3 separate regions of the Mus musculus genome follow, and regions 2 and 3 are each linked to region 1. A link is a contact called in public promoter capture Hi-C data. All regions are on one chromosome and are shown on one strand. The core of a region is the stretch at or near the end of the contact, and the rest is flanking DNA. Distances in the headings are between cores, read along the strand shown. Region 1 holds the start of Bhlha9 (basic helix-loop-helix family, member a9). Region 2 overlaps Abr (active BCR-related gene). Region 3 holds the start of Cpd (carboxypeptidase D).

Evidence for each region. Promoter capture Hi-C pulls out the DNA fragments that hold promoters and counts their contacts.
Region 2: a promoter capture Hi-C map of hippocampal neurons shows a contact between it and region 1, with 2.5 times the contacts expected there. The contact joins the enhancer-like site here to the promoter of Bhlha9 in region 1. A contact is called at or near these places in 14 of 39 promoter capture datasets (the 3T3-L1 cell line, 3T3-L1-derived adipocytes, the C10 cell line and 9 more), 1 of 484 Hi-C or Micro-C datasets (bone marrow-derived macrophages), 6 of 115 datasets of contacts at active chromatin or transcription factors (the 230-238 cell line, bone marrow-derived macrophages, craniofacial prominence and 3 more) and 2 of 9 other capture datasets (adipose tissue and liver).
Region 3: a promoter capture Hi-C map of stem cell-derived epiblast-like cells shows a contact between it and region 1, with 4 times the contacts expected there. The contact joins the promoter of Cpd here to the promoter of Bhlha9 in region 1. A contact is called at or near these places in 16 of 39 promoter capture datasets (the 3T3-L1 cell line, 3T3-L1-derived adipocytes, the C10 cell line and 10 more), 1 of 15 datasets of contacts at CTCF or cohesin (pro-B cells), 6 of 484 Hi-C or Micro-C datasets (all in embryonic stem cells), 7 of 115 datasets of contacts at active chromatin or transcription factors (embryonic stem cells, large pre-B cells and memory CD8 T cells) and 3 of 9 other capture datasets (adipose tissue, embryonic stem cells and pancreatic islet).

What each region holds. Positions count from the first base shown.
Region 1 is chr11:76,671,205-76,673,904 of GRCm38.p6, reverse strand. Bhlha9 (basic helix-loop-helix family, member a9) reads right to left here and starts at 1,435. Exons shown (of 1, transcript NM_177182.4): 1 at 229-1,435. The coding sequence starts at 1,356. The coding sequence ends at 661.
Region 2 is chr11:76,513,923-76,516,622 of GRCm38.p6, reverse strand. The region is part of intron 1 of Abr (active BCR-related gene); the gene reads left to right. It also overlaps the pseudogene Gm12341. Among named protein-coding and RNA genes, the nearest start is that of Abr, 56 kb to the left of the region's middle. Within about 2 kb of position 1,267, at least 11 of the 459 cell types and tissues checked have an H3K27ac peak or open chromatin away from gene starts, as enhancers often do. A contact at or near this core is called in hippocampal neurons, where this site is marked.
Region 3 is chr11:76,845,642-76,848,341 of GRCm38.p6, reverse strand. Cpd (carboxypeptidase D) reads left to right here and starts at 1,334. Exons shown (of 21, transcript NM_007754.2): 1 at 1,334-2,118. The coding sequence starts at 1,376.

The DNA.
Region 1 (2,700 bases), core at 186-2,685:
GCAACTGGCCCGGCTACACTTCCGGCAGCCTCCAATGCCACCATTAACTTTCCCCAAATAGTGTCTCCAGCACACAGAGGAGTGTCTAGCCATTCCTGCTATATACCAGTGATCCAGTGCCTACCTGGGGGCTGTAGACCCTATTCATCCTTCCAAGATAATACCCCGTTTCTGAGGCTTTTCTGTCATACTAGGACACTGAACTCATTGGAGTCCTGATAGCAGACGGAGAAGACATGTTTCCTTTTTATTTGATCATTTTCTGGGCTTCTCTCAGTTCAGCAGCAGCCCAAACCGGGGAAGAGGACCACAGCATATGCCCTCAGATCATAGCAGCTGCCTACCCACACAGTCCCACAAGTCCCACTTTCCAAAGGCGGCAAGGGAAAAGGAGGGCTCAGAAGCAAAGGAAAGCAAAGGCCACTTTCCAGGAACAAGGGGTTGACCAAGTCCAAACCTAAAATCTCCCTTCTTTTTCACCACCCCAGGCTGGGATGTGGGAAGGCTGCCCTGAGCCCGGTAGTTCCTTCCCATGGTAAGACATCCTCCTTTGCCACGCAAGTCACAACCCCATTCAATTTTGCTCTGTCCAGGATGACTTCTGCCATCTTCTCTTTTGCAGTCACTCGGGCCAAGCCGGCTTCCCTCTGGGTGGCACGATCAAGAGTGCTGGTAGCCCAGCCCAGAACCCCACCGCCACGAAACCGGTCGAACAGGGGGAGCCCCAGGACATTGACGCCAGTTTCCCCCGGAGGTTTGGGCCAAATTGGGCACTTCGGCCATCACCCTAGGCCGCCCCAAGTGCGAGTGCGGGGAACACGAAGCGCAGCGCGGTGTAGGCGGCACTAAGGGGCTGGCGATGTCCCTGCGCGTTAGGCTAGGCGCTATAGGAGACGGCGCTGACCGCGGAACACTGAAGCTGGAATTCCCCGTGCTCGAGCCTTGGGCAGCCTGGCCGTGACACTCCAGGTGTCCGCAGGGCCAGCGGGGCGCCGGACTGGCACGCAGGACCAAGGATAGAGCAGTGATGCGGTGGATGGCCCTGCGCAGCGTAGCGATCTTGGAGAGCCTCTTGCCTCCGAGGTCATGCTGCAGCGCCCGGCGGAGCGCGTTGAACGCCTCGTTGTAATCCAGGATGCGCTTGCGCTCCCGCACGTTAGCCGCCATGCGCCGAGCCTTGGACCGTGTGGGCCGCTCGCGCTTTCTGCCAGCTGCCTCTTCTGCCTCGTCCAAGCTGCTCCTCCTCAGCACTCCAAAATTCCTGCCAGCCTCCGAGCAGGAGCGCCCCAAGTCCTCCACAAAATCCTCAGCCCGGTTCAGGCCCCCGAGGCCTAGTCCTGGCGTGCCTCGGAGCATGGCCTATGTCCTGGTCTCACAGCTTCAGCTATTTGGGTCCAAAAGGCTGCTGGTCCACTGACTGATGGCTCTTGCTGGCTGGACACTCTCTGGACAGGTCCTCTCTAGCTGGGCTTTATGGCACCACGCGGCTCCCCGCCCTCCCAGTCCATCCATCTCCCTCCTCCTGCTTTATTACCTGCCCCCAGGTGAGATGGTGAGGGAGGACCTGAGAGGAAGGAAGCAAGCAAGGAAGGAAGCGTGCAGATTCTTGTACACAGGACCAGCTGGGCAGCCTGGCCACGCCCTGGGCAATGCTCCAGTTGTCACAGGGAACATACTTGCTGTGCTGCACGGACCCTCTCCGGCAACCGGGTTCGGTTTCCCCTACTCCTGACCCCAGGTAGAATGCCACATTAGATTCTTGGCAAGGGAGCAGATAGGGTTGCAGAAGGATAGCAAGGGTGGATTGAGTGAATTTTAAAAACCTTGAGGGCCGGAGAGATGTCTCACCGACTAAGAGCACCTACTGCTGAGCTCCATCCTGAACGCCATCTGTGAGCAGCCAGAGTTGACACTAAGGTACAGCCTGGCCGTTGCAGAAGAATCCAGAAAGGAGGAGCAGATCAGAGGCAGCCAACCCTGCTGTGCTACAAGAAACCTTTCAGCTACCACCGTGAGGCTCGTCTGGATTCTGGGTTGGTGTTTGGATTAAGCCCAACATTCCCCCTACTTTTGGGGGGGCTTCCCTTTCTTCAGGCAGAGCTGGGCTGAGTCAGAAGCAAAGAGTGATGAGGACTTTTATGTCTGGCTTCCCTTGCAATACCCATCAGGGAGCAACTCTTAATGTCCAGGGCCTTTAAGCAGCCCAGTCCCTCTACAGAGTAAGGTCAGGTTAGGAATCCAGGGCACTCTCTCCATCGCTGTCACTGAGGACTGGAATTTTAAACAAGATCAAAAAAGGGAAAGAAAGAGAGGAAAAAGATGGAAGGAGGGAAAGAAGGAAGGAAGAAAGACAGACTCCCCCATGGAATTTCAGGTATGCATTCATGATTTATCAGGAGCAACATAAGATTAAGTTTAACCTCATTCCCAGCCACATTCCAAATGCTGTGGCACCAGCCAGGATGGGCACACAGGTCACACACATATTACCAATGACCTCATTGCTTTCAAGCTGAGTTTTCCTGCAGAGGGAAAGAACGGGGCACTGGGAAACCAACTGCCTGCATTCACTGATGAAATAACCTAAAGGCTGTATTTATCAGGATGGATTCCTCTAATAAGTTCAACATATGTGGAACAGAAAACAGCTAAGCCCAGCATGTTGGCACACACCTGGAATCCCAGCACTTGGGAGGCAGA
Region 2 (2,700 bases), core at 18-2,517, 160 kb after region 1:
CACACCAGAAGAGGGCAGGGGATCCTATTACAGATGGTTCTGAGCTATCATGTGGTTGCTGGGAATTGAACTCAGGACCTTTGGAAGAGCAGTCAGTGCTCTTAACTGCTGAGCCATCTCTCCAGCCCCAAAACCATACTTTTATAAAGTATACCAGACTTGGGTATTCAACTGAGAAAACATTTCCACGTCTCTTTATATAAGTCGATCAAGCTAGGGAATGTTCCCATCACCCTTGAAAGTTTGCTCATGCCTGTCCCAGTCAGCGCACTGCCTGTTTCCAGCCCTGGGTTTCACTTGTTCTTAAACTGTGTGTGACAGCGTCCTATATTGTGTGCTTTCATATCTGGCTGCTTTTGTTTTACCTAGTATCTGCAAGATGGACCTTTGCAGATGAAATGAAGTAACATGTCCGGTGTGGCACAGTTGTGAATCACAGTGTATAAGTGTTGGTCAAAGAAGCTCCTGGGGCCAGCAGGACAGGTCTCAGACAGACTTGATGTTGCTTTCGTCGGATTGATGGTTAGGCCCGTGCTTTCCTCTGTGCTTCTTCTCTGCCCCCACCACACCCCCATTGATTCCCAGGTAGAAAATGACCTACTTATAGTTAGCCTTGATGTCATCCGTGCTGGGATGTCAGGACCACTCTCCACCTGGAATTATATCCTCCTGTACCTGTAGGTTCTTTAGACTCTGCAGAAGAGGAAGAGAGGACCCCAGGCCTTTTATCAGCATCTGCTTGGAGCTTGGGGCCCTCATTGTGTCTGTCCAGCTATGCCTGTTGGTCTTTGGTTCAGTCCAGCTTTAAGACAAGATTGTCTTGAACACTGATCTCCTGCCATTTGGGCACCTGAGGTAGTAGAAATGAGGGCTAATGAGGCACGTTGGTTTGAACTCGCCTCTTACCGGCCACTTCTCTCATTGCTTGGATTTGTGTTCGAGGGCCTGTCATCTGGCTGCTCTCAGTATACTGGCTTCATCACAGACTGGGAGTACGGTACCCCACATTCACGGGTGATGTCTTCTCTGGGTGGCACAGATTATACCTGCGTATGACACTCAGGAGCGTGTCAGGAGGAACTGCTGTGTTCCGTGCCCCCATGGCGGGGGTCTCTGGGCTAGCAAGCTGACTCAACAGAGCTCCAAGTCCTGACCACCCTCCAGCTTGACTCAGGATCTAGTCTGTGCCCCCTTCTGTCGTGCTGTTCCCTTCACCTCCTCGCTCACTCAGTGTTCCAGCCATGGTGGCTATTTATAGACCCGTAAGGGGCCCTGCTGTTTCTCATACTTGCGCCATTGCCAAGCCTCCTCCTTGCCTAGAACTCTGCTCCCGGCCCCCACCCGCCTGGCAGGCACCCACACATCGTTCAAGAGTTAATTAATAATATCAACAATAGCAGCTAAGATGTATTGGGTGCTTAGTACGTGCTAAGTGCTTCACACGTATCATCCAGTGGAGACCTTGCAGGCCTGGCGCTTGCTCTCCCTGTCCACTGTCCACTCAGCCAAGTATCTGCCCAGAAGTGGCTACCTGATGCTAGGCACAAAGGTTGAAAACTCAAAGACAATGGATGGAGTCTGTCTTCTCCATCCCTTGCTCTTAGAAAGTGATAATCCCTGGAATGTTTGGTCCCCTCATCCCCATTCTCTGCTTCACCGTGCCTGGGAAGTTTTATCGCGTGCTAGACTGTCTTCCTTTACTGGGATGGAAGGGTATTACTTAGAAATAGCTTGCATCACACATGGCAGAAACCTGATCTGCTAGGGCTTTTATTTCCTACTTCTCAGGAAACGAGGCGCACTGGTTTCAGTTGGCTCCGTAGCCTCACGGCTCACAGAGATATCTTTGCTAGCTTTTCACTTTTTCCTCCCAGCAGCAGAATGGCTGTTGTAGCTCCTGTCATCACAGCCAAGTTCACGGCAAGTAACCAAATCAAGCCAGAGGCCTCTCAGAATCTCACTGGCCAGGATGGTATTTAGCAGTCACTTCTTTTTTTATATTTTATTTTATTTTCAACATCCAATGCTTTTTTTATTAACAGTAAGATCCAGGGTTAGTTTTTGTAGCCTCGGCTGGCCCTTCGGCCTCTGGCGCGCTCAAACTTCCGGCCCTTGGAACGGACATAGGGTTTGGTATGGCTGTGTGGGGTTCCTGGGGCCTTGCCAAAATGCCTCTCAGCCCTTCGGAGGACCAGACAGGAGCACAGTGCCCCGGCCCTTGGGAGACTTCAGGGCCAGCTGGTCAAAGGTGAGGATCTTACCCCCAGCCTTGAGGATGCGACTCCAGGCCCGGCTGCTCACCCACAGTGCACACACCTTCAGCTTGGGAACTTGCAGAATCTGCACATCATCTGTGACCGTCCCCACAACCACAGCAGTCTTGTTCTCCCGGCCAGGAGATCATGCGGGACAGGGACAGAGATGGCCGGTTGGTTCGGCTCATGAGCAACCTCTTCAGCACAACCTGATTGAAGGTGGAGTTGGTCTGTCTGGCCAGAAACCTGTACAGCTTGACAAGCAGCCGCAGATAGATGTCCTGGCTCTTGGGCTCCTTGCTCCATATGAAACCAAACTGATGCAAACAGGGAAGAGGCGATGATACGAGATAGAAAACCAGCAGTGTTTGCTACTGTCTGGGAGTAGAGACACCACAGTTAACTCCTTTCATGTTTCCAAATGATAGATGCTGTATGGTTTTTT
Region 3 (2,700 bases), core at 85-2,584, 170 kb before region 1:
CCCTAGCTTCTTGGTTGCCTTCTCCTCAGACTGAATGAGGTTTTCCTCAGGAATGTCCCCACAGATGTATTGCATTGTTCATCCCTGCATTGGATCTCTAACTATGCAAGCAATGCCTTGCTTCCCAGCTTCTAGCTTTGACAGACACCAATTACTCAATAAATACTCAGTAATCAGTGAATTCCACGGGCTCTATGAAGATTCAATTAGAGTTCAGAAACTCGAACCATCCAGCACCGAAAGAAGGGAATGATAATGGTTATCACAATTATGTCATTAGATGGGTTAGAATTTCACGCTTGATAAAAGGATTGCCAAACTTCAAATTTCTTCAAGCTAACGTGATTAAACTTTACTTGGAAGGTTAGGTTTTTCTGGACTTACCCAAATACCTTGGGGGAAGTACACTTGCCAAGCAGGTATTTCTAGACATGGCAAATCTATCTCTTAAAGACAGCATTCCAAAACTATAGCTATGGCTGTATAGAGGTGATCTAGATGCTCCTACTCAAAAGAAGTGTGAGAGGAGGGTAAGGTCACTAAAAAACGATATCTCCTCAGTGAGAGCAGAGACCAGCACACAAAGAAGATAGTTACAATCCAACACTTTTGAATGGCCAATTAAGACCACATTAAGACAGAGGGCGCCTACTATGGAAGTTTCCACTTAATAAAGGAGATACCTAGTCACGCGACAAATCAAAAATAGAATTGATTGCTTTATGAGGTGTCTCATTCTCTTCAACTGCATGTAGGCAGATGGGCTCAAGCCCAGGCAGAACCGATCAAGGGGGATGGGGGGGGGGCGGGGAGGAAGGTGCAAAGGAGATGGGACTAAGGAGGTCTTTGATTCTCCAAGGAGATTAAGATTCTTTCTAACTTCCTGATTTTCTCAAGAGTCCTTTAATCTTTGGAACCTTTCGATTCTTTTGATTACTGACTCTAAAGCATTAAAGCGTAGCTAAGAAATGCTGCAACGAAGAAGGGGGCTAGTAAAAGCTCTCAGAGAATTTCAGAGGAGAAGCCATAAAGAAGAGACTGAGCAAAAAACAAAACAAAACAAAACAAAACAAAACAAAACGAGAGAAGTAGAAGAGGAAATAGGGAGGCGGGAAGACAGAGGGTAGAACCTTAGTGGAGGAAAGGAAAGCGACTAAAGTCCCTAAGGACTGGAGTGGAGACACGCCCAGAGGGAAAATCGTCCGCTTTAAGGAAAGCCCCGCCCCCTAGAGTGACACCCAAGCATTCAAGGCTACGATTGGCTAAGGCTGGAAGGCGGGATGGGGTTGCTAGGCGCGGAGGGGATCCGGCGGGCTGCCGCCTCCCGGAGTGTGGAGCCGCTGGAGCGGAGCGGTATTAGCGGCGTTGCTGGAAGATGGCGAGCGGCCGGGATGAGCGGCCGCCCTGGCGGCTGGGACGCCTGCGTCTGCTGCCGCCGCCACCGCTGCTGCTGCTGCTGCTGCTACTGAGGAGCTCGGCCCAGGCGGCGCACATCAAGAAGGCTGAGGCGACCACGACAACCGTTGGCGGCTCCGAGGCGGCCGAGGGCCAGTTTGACCACTACTACCACGAAGCGGCGCTGGGCGAGGCGCTGGAAGCGGCGGCGGCCGCGGGGCCACCCGGCCTGGCGCGTCTCTTCAGCATCGGCAGCTCGGTGGAGGGCCGGCCGCTGTGGGTGCTGCGCCTCACAGCGGGCCTGGGGCCGCCGCCCACCGCCGCCGCGGGGCTGGACGCCGCGGGGCCGCTGCTGCCCGGCCGGCCGCAGGTGAAGCTGGTGGGTAACATGCACGGCGACGAGACGGTGTCACGCCAGGTGTTGGTCTACCTGGCCCGCGAGCTGGCGTCGGGCTACCGCCGCGGGGACCCGCGCCTGGTCCGCCTGCTCAACACCACCGACGTGTATTTGCTGCCCAGCCTGAACCCGGATGGCTTCGAACGTGCCCGCGAGGGTGACTGCGGCCTCGGCGACAGCGGCCCGCCTGGGACCAGCGGCCGTGACAACAGCCGAGGCCGCGACCTCAACCGCAGCTTCCCTGACCAGTTCAGCACCGGCGAGCCACCTTCCCTGGATGAGGTGCCGGAGGTGCGCGCCCTCATCGACTGGATCCGCAGGAACAAGTAAGCGTTGCCTGACTGCTTTCGGTCCCACGTGAGCCTTCGAGGCCAGGAGGCTTATTTTGACAGCCAGCAGGCGCCCAAACAGTGCTTGCCAGCCTAAGGGGTCGGGGGCAGTCGGTGTGGAGAGTGACACCCAGTAACTGGAACGGAGGCCAGGTTGCAGTACCTCTTCCTCTTGCTAACTGTAAAGAAGCCTGCTTGTGGCTGTCATTTGTGCAGGGCAAGCCGGGGGGCTTTTTCCCCCCTCCCATTCTATCCCTATTTTTGAAAGACCATCGTATATGAGCAACGGGTACGGATTTTAAGGATTCCTAAGTTAGCACCTTCATTATGTATGTAGCTAAGCTTGTCACTAGAAGCACTGTGGCAAGCACTTTCTGCGACTGCATTATGTCACTCGATGTTGACCACAACCGGGCGACCTAGACACCACTCATATCCTCTAGACACCACTGGTACTCTTGTTTTGCATACGGGGAAATTGAAGGGCAGACTGGTTGACTAACATCGGGGAATCTAAGCCTGGTTACTCAGTGCTCCACTGCCAGGGAGACAGAATGTAGTTCAGAAATAGCAAACGAC